Regions from separate parts of the Sus scrofa genome. Here region 1 is linked to region 2. The links are chromatin contacts, called in public Hi-C maps. All regions are on one chromosome and are shown on one strand. The core of a region is the stretch at or near the end of the contact, and the rest is flanking DNA. Distances in the headings are between cores, read along the strand shown.

Region 1 (2,700 bases), core at 95-2,594, 220 kb before region 2:
GTTCCTAGTCGGATTCGTTAACCACTGCGCCACGACGGGAACTCCTCAGACCTATCTTTATTTGGCAACTTAATATGAGATAAGTTGGCATCACTAACCAATAAGGAAATGATAGATTTTATCAAAGATAAATGGTATTGGGAAAGCTGGCTCACTCTAAGAAGAAAAAAAATCAAATTGTTCTTTACCTAACTCCGTATAATCTACTCCAAGATACACTGGCATTTCGCAAAAGAGACATCAAAGGCAAGCAAGCATATTCTTTGAAACGCATCAGTAACCAGAGAAAAGGAAACCCGGGTAATAAAAGGTTGATTTCCCAGCAAAGGGCTGAAGGAACCAAGGGCCGGGGAGGGGCAGGAAGGGGGGTAGAGGCCCCTCAAAGTGTGTGGTGGAAGCACGACCTGGTCCATCCAACCCCCGGATTGAGTTGGAAACCCTCAATCTGGTTCCTTCATCTGATTCTCAAATTAGGGTCATCCCGGAGAGGACCCAGCCGTTCCACCCCCGGACACCCACAGGGTAAGGATCAAAGCCACATCCCCATGGACCGCAGTCAGGCTTGCTTCCGCTGCACCACGACAGGAACTCTGAAATATTGTTAAGAAATATGGCAAAAGGCTTCTTGGCTGCTGGGAGTGAGGATATCCAGGTTGCAGGCCCCAAGTCTCCCAGGTGGCTTCCTGCCTTCAGAGTCTGGTTTGCACGTGCCACCCTGGAAGCCACACCACCCATGGCCGTGTGTCATTTTCTGGAAGTGCCGCTGGGTGGCTGCGCCCAGAGCCAGGGTCTCCCAGGTGGATCCTGTGCAGCAACGCTGTGCTCACTAAAGCTCCAGGGGATCCCGGGATGTTTTCAGGTCTGGTTTTCGGCATTTGTTGATAAGAGAAGTTATGTGCCCTGCTGGCCTTTGTGAATCTGGGACTTTTAGAAGTTTCTAGAATGGGTCTCAAGGGCCTACTTGACTCCTGGCCAATCGGGATCCAATTCTTCCTTGATACTTCCAATGATTCTTCAGAAGCAGAGCAGGGATTTTTGGCTTTGTTTTTCACACTGGCTTTGGTCTGAGGGGGACACACCAGCGTACACTGGAGCATAGGATATCACAACGCAGGGTCCTCAGCAGGCTTCTCCCTTCACAGACCAGGAAGCCGCTCCCAGAGCGGCCAAGGGCTTGTCCAGAGTCCTGCAGAAGAGAGTCAGTTCATGCCACGTGTTCTGGCTTCGGGGTTAAGAGAGAAGAGGTGAGGTCATGAGAGCAAACGGAGGAGGCTGCCCCAGGAGCCCAAGACTGAAATCACGGATGAAGTCACGGGATCAGAATGCTGGCTCCTGGACAGACTCCCCGATCCTCCAGGCGCTGGACGAGGGGGCGGCCTTAGGAGCTTGTGTTCAACTTGGACGCACCCAGGTTCTGGCCCTTAGCGGCCTTCACTGGCTGCGTGGACCTGGGGAAGTCGCTCCATCTCTGTTGGGGTTTCCTCCTTCGTGACTCGTAAAGACGCACAGACTCAGGGCAGCGTGCCGCCCAGGGGCAGGGGCCATGTGAATTTGAGATGAGTCTGGCCCTCAGTACCCATGCCCCCCGCATGCTGTCTTGGGGGGACTCTCACAGCCTCTCTGTCTTCCAGCCTGTACCCCACGGTTAAGGAGACTCACACCTAAGCAGGCAACGTGGGGGGAGCACTTCGTGGCGGTGGAGCGCAGGCCAGGGCCCAATGCGATGATCGCTGGTTGGAAAGACCTGGCCCATCGCCATTGAGTGAAGGAAGACGTCAGAACGCGCCATCCCAAAATATGCCACTCTGGCAGGTTGATTCTTTTCAGTTAAAGGCACTTGAAAAACAGCAGATGGGCGAACGCCCTAACTTTCCCTCTCGTTCTGAAAAGTAAAAGATGAATTCCCACGTGAAAAATGCCCTCCCTCCACGCTTGTGAGAATGTAACGTGCTTATCATCACGGACGGGCAGTCTCGAGCAGAGAGTTCTGTGCCTTATTAAAATCACTCTTAGGCGTTCCCGTCGTGGCACAGCAGAAATGAATCCAACTAGGAATCATGAGGTTGCAGGTTCGATTCCTGGCTTCGCTCGGTGGGTTAAGGATCCTGCATTGCTGCGGCTGTGGTGTAGGCCCGCAGCTGCAGCTCCAATCGGACCCCTAGCCTGGGAACCTCCATATGCTGCAGGTGCAGCCCTAAAAGGATAAAAGACCAAAAAAAAAAAAATCACTCTTATTTTCCTTTAGCTTCTCCATATATTGTAGTTCCTTTTCCACAATTTCTTCTCTCTGTTCTGTCTCATTAGGTACAGAGGTTTTGCCACTTGCGGTCTCCATTTCCTTTGGGGGCTCCTATGTCACATAAAACTTCTGTCAAATAAATCCATATGCTTTTCTCCTGTTGATCTGTGTTTTTTTTTTTTCAGCTGCACCTGCGGCATATGGAATTTCCTGGGCCAGGGTCGAATCGGAGCTGCAGCTGCAGCTGCAGCCTACGCCACAGCCACGACAACACCAGATCCAAGCAGCATCTGCACCTATGCCATGGCTCGAGGCAATATGGGACCCTTAACCCACTGCGTGAGGACAGGGATCTAACCCCGATCCTCAGAGAGACAATTTCGGATCCTTAACCTGCTGAGCCACAATGGGAACTCCCTGTGGATCTGTCTTATGTCGTTTTGATTTTCAGGCCCAGCTGA
Region 2 (2,700 bases), core at 134-2,633:
TCTGCGTGGCCCTCTACTGGCGAACACGTGTGACAGCCAGGGCGAGTGCATGCCAAACCCGGGAGGTGCAGAGTCAGCACTGGCAGGGGCCCTGGGTCACGCATGCTCACATCAGAGTCCTAAAGAAGGCAAAGTGACAGCTCTGGGGTCCCCTGGAAAGGACTTGAGCGCTGTCATTTACTGAGAGGGTGGTGTCCTGGGCACTCGGAGGTTCTGATGGTTTAACCCTTGGCAGCATCGTGGAATAGATTCTGTGGTTCCCCCATTTGATGGACAGGGCACTGAGCTCAGAGAGCCCAAGATACTTGCCCCCAGTCACACAGCTGATCAGTGCTGGAGCCTCAGGCGGTCTCGTGCAGAGCCCACCCCCCGCCCACACCTGTCCTAATGCTGAGCGCAGGTATCTTGGGTCCTGGCCATCCCTCACCACCAACGAGCCACCCTCACTAGCGGAGCAGTGGACAGTGACACAAATGGCTTTGGTGGCAGTTGTAAAGCATGTGTTCCTGTCCTCTGAGGAGCCTCATGCCCAGACCAGGGCTGTAATAGCATCTTCTGGCCCCTGAAAAGACTCGGCCTGTCTTTGAGTTTTGAACCTGGCACCCGTGTGCCTCCCTCTAGCAGCGAAGTGCAGGAGAGATTTATCTGAATGCGCCTGGAGCCTCCACCGTCATAACATCACGCATCTCTGAGTCCAAAGATCTGAACACCAGCTGCCCTGAAAGCAAACTTTGGTTGCCATGGTAACCAGGCCATCCGCCTCTTCCTGACTTAACAGTGGCTGCCAGCCCTGGAAGGGGCCCTGGGTCACGCATGCTCATAACGAGTCCTAAAGAAGGCCGTGACTGATTTAGGGTCCCCTGGCAAGGATCTGAGAGCTGTGGTCTTAGCGTCAAAACCCAGCCATCCCGGGTCACTCTCTGGTGGCACACTGCGGACTCTGGGTCAGTAGTTAGGGTGAAAGCAGGTAAAGGGGGCTGGGGGGGGGGGCAAGTAGGGACAGACGGGCTTCTCCTGACCGGCTGCAGTGTCCTTCAGCCTCAGAGCAAATTTCAGCCAGTGCTTGGATCCTGATGGAGTTCAGGAACCACCCCCCCCCGCCCCGCTCTGTGTTGTTGGGGAAACGGGCCAGACAAGCCTCCCGGACCCAGTTCTGTTGATCAGAAGTGGCCATGGTGACCGGGGATGGGCAATTCCTGGGCTAAGAGCTGCAGGGAGCTGGGCACCAGGGCGGTGGCCCAGATCAGGCAGAGACTCAGCTTCCACAGCTCCGCTCTGGGTCTGGCTCCCTGGGCGGGTGGCCAGAGCTCCCCCCGGGCCCCAGACTCCTGCCCAGACCTGGGCCCGCGGAGGAGTGAAGCAGGTGCCAGGCAATTGCCAAGGAGACCAAGACTGGAAGAGAGTAGGGAGGTAGGACCGCAAAACACAGGGAGGGGTCCTGTATCACAAAAACAGCAGTGAGGGCACACTCGGGAACTGTGGGTAAAGCCTGCAGTCTAGTTAGTAGCATTGCACCAAAGTTAGTGTCTTGTTTTCCGAGACACCCAGGGTACTGTGGTCATGCCAGGCCTTATAAGCAGGGGAAGTTGGGTGGGGTGTGGAAACTCGGCCCTGACTCCTGGAAAGCCGGAATTATCTCAAAAGAAAACAGTATTAAAATTTTGTATTTTTCTTTGTAAAAGAATGTCATGGCCACACCCAGGGCCTATGGGAGTTCCTGGACCAGGGCTTGAATCCGAGCCACAGCTGCTGTAACGCTGGATCCTTTTAACCCACCGTGCCGGTCTGGGGATCGAACCTGCACCTCCACAGCCACTTGAGCCGTTGCGGTCAGATTCTTAGCCTACTGGGTCACAGCGGGAACTCCAAAATTGTGTATTTTTCTTTGTGAAAATTAAAGGAGGCTCTGGCTTTCATATCCTGATATATCATAGAGTAATTTTGTCATCCTGCCTCATGTCTTTGTCCCTCCCACTCGGGCACAGGCGTGCCACACAGACCACTGAGTGAAGGTCCACGGGGCCAGGCGCAGCAGAGGAGGGAACAGCTGGCCTCTTCTCAGTGCTCCAGCTTCGTCCTGACGTCTCTGCCATCCCACTTCCCCAGTCCCCAGGAGTCCTCCTTGGCTCCTCTCATATCCCGCCTTTAAACCTTCCAACCACATGTCTAGAAGACGGCCTCTTCCGAGCACCTCCACGGCCCCTTTTCATCCCTCTGCATCTTCCCTGGACCCCAGGCTCAGCCTCAGCTGTGCCAGACACACAGGCACCTCAGGGCCTTTGCACTGACTGTGTCTGTGTCCCTCTTCCGGAAAGCTGCCCAGGTCTCATCTGTCCACGTCTCACCCCCTCCCATTCCATCAAGCTAGGAAGGCTGATTTTATTTTATTGTTATTAAAAAAAAATTTTTTTGGGGGTCTTTTTGCCTTTTCTAGGGCCACTCCTTTGGCATATGGAGATTTCCAGGCTAGGGGTCGAATTGGAGCTGTAGCCACCAGCCTACGCCACAGCCACAGCAATGCAGAATCTGAGCCGCGTCTGTGACCTACACCACAGCTCAGGCTACGCTGGCTCCTTAACCCACTGAGCAAGGCCAGGGATCGAACCCTCATCCTCATGGATCCTAGTTGGGTTCGTTAACCCCTGAGCCACAAAGGGAACTCCTAGGGAGTCTTATTTTAAATTAAACCTCTGCTCCTAC

Evidence for each region. Hi-C and Micro-C count contacts between places; a contact is called where the count stands out from the background.
Region 1: a Hi-C map of omental adipose tissue shows a contact between it and region 2, with 2.6 times the contacts expected there. The contact joins two enhancer-like sites. A contact is called at or near these places in 2 of 5 promoter capture datasets (fetal liver and liver), 19 of 47 Hi-C or Micro-C datasets (alveolar macrophages, brain, embryonic fibroblasts and 10 more) and 1 of 2 datasets of contacts at active chromatin or transcription factors (skeletal muscle).

The regions. Positions count from the first base shown.
Region 1 is chr3:126,609,200-126,611,899 of Sscrofa11.1, reverse strand. No RefSeq gene overlaps it. Among named protein-coding and RNA genes, the nearest start is that of TAF1B, 24 kb to the right of the region's middle. Within about 2 kb of position 1,344, at least 2 of the 83 cell types and tissues checked have an H3K27ac peak or open chromatin away from gene starts, as enhancers often do. A contact at or near this core is called in omental adipose tissue, where this site is marked.
Region 2 is chr3:126,385,149-126,387,848 of Sscrofa11.1, reverse strand. No RefSeq gene overlaps it. Among named protein-coding and RNA genes, the nearest start is that of CYS1, 12 kb to the left of the region's middle. Within about 2 kb of position 1,383, at least 16 of the 83 cell types and tissues checked have an H3K27ac peak or open chromatin away from gene starts, as enhancers often do. A contact at or near this core is called in omental adipose tissue, where this site is marked.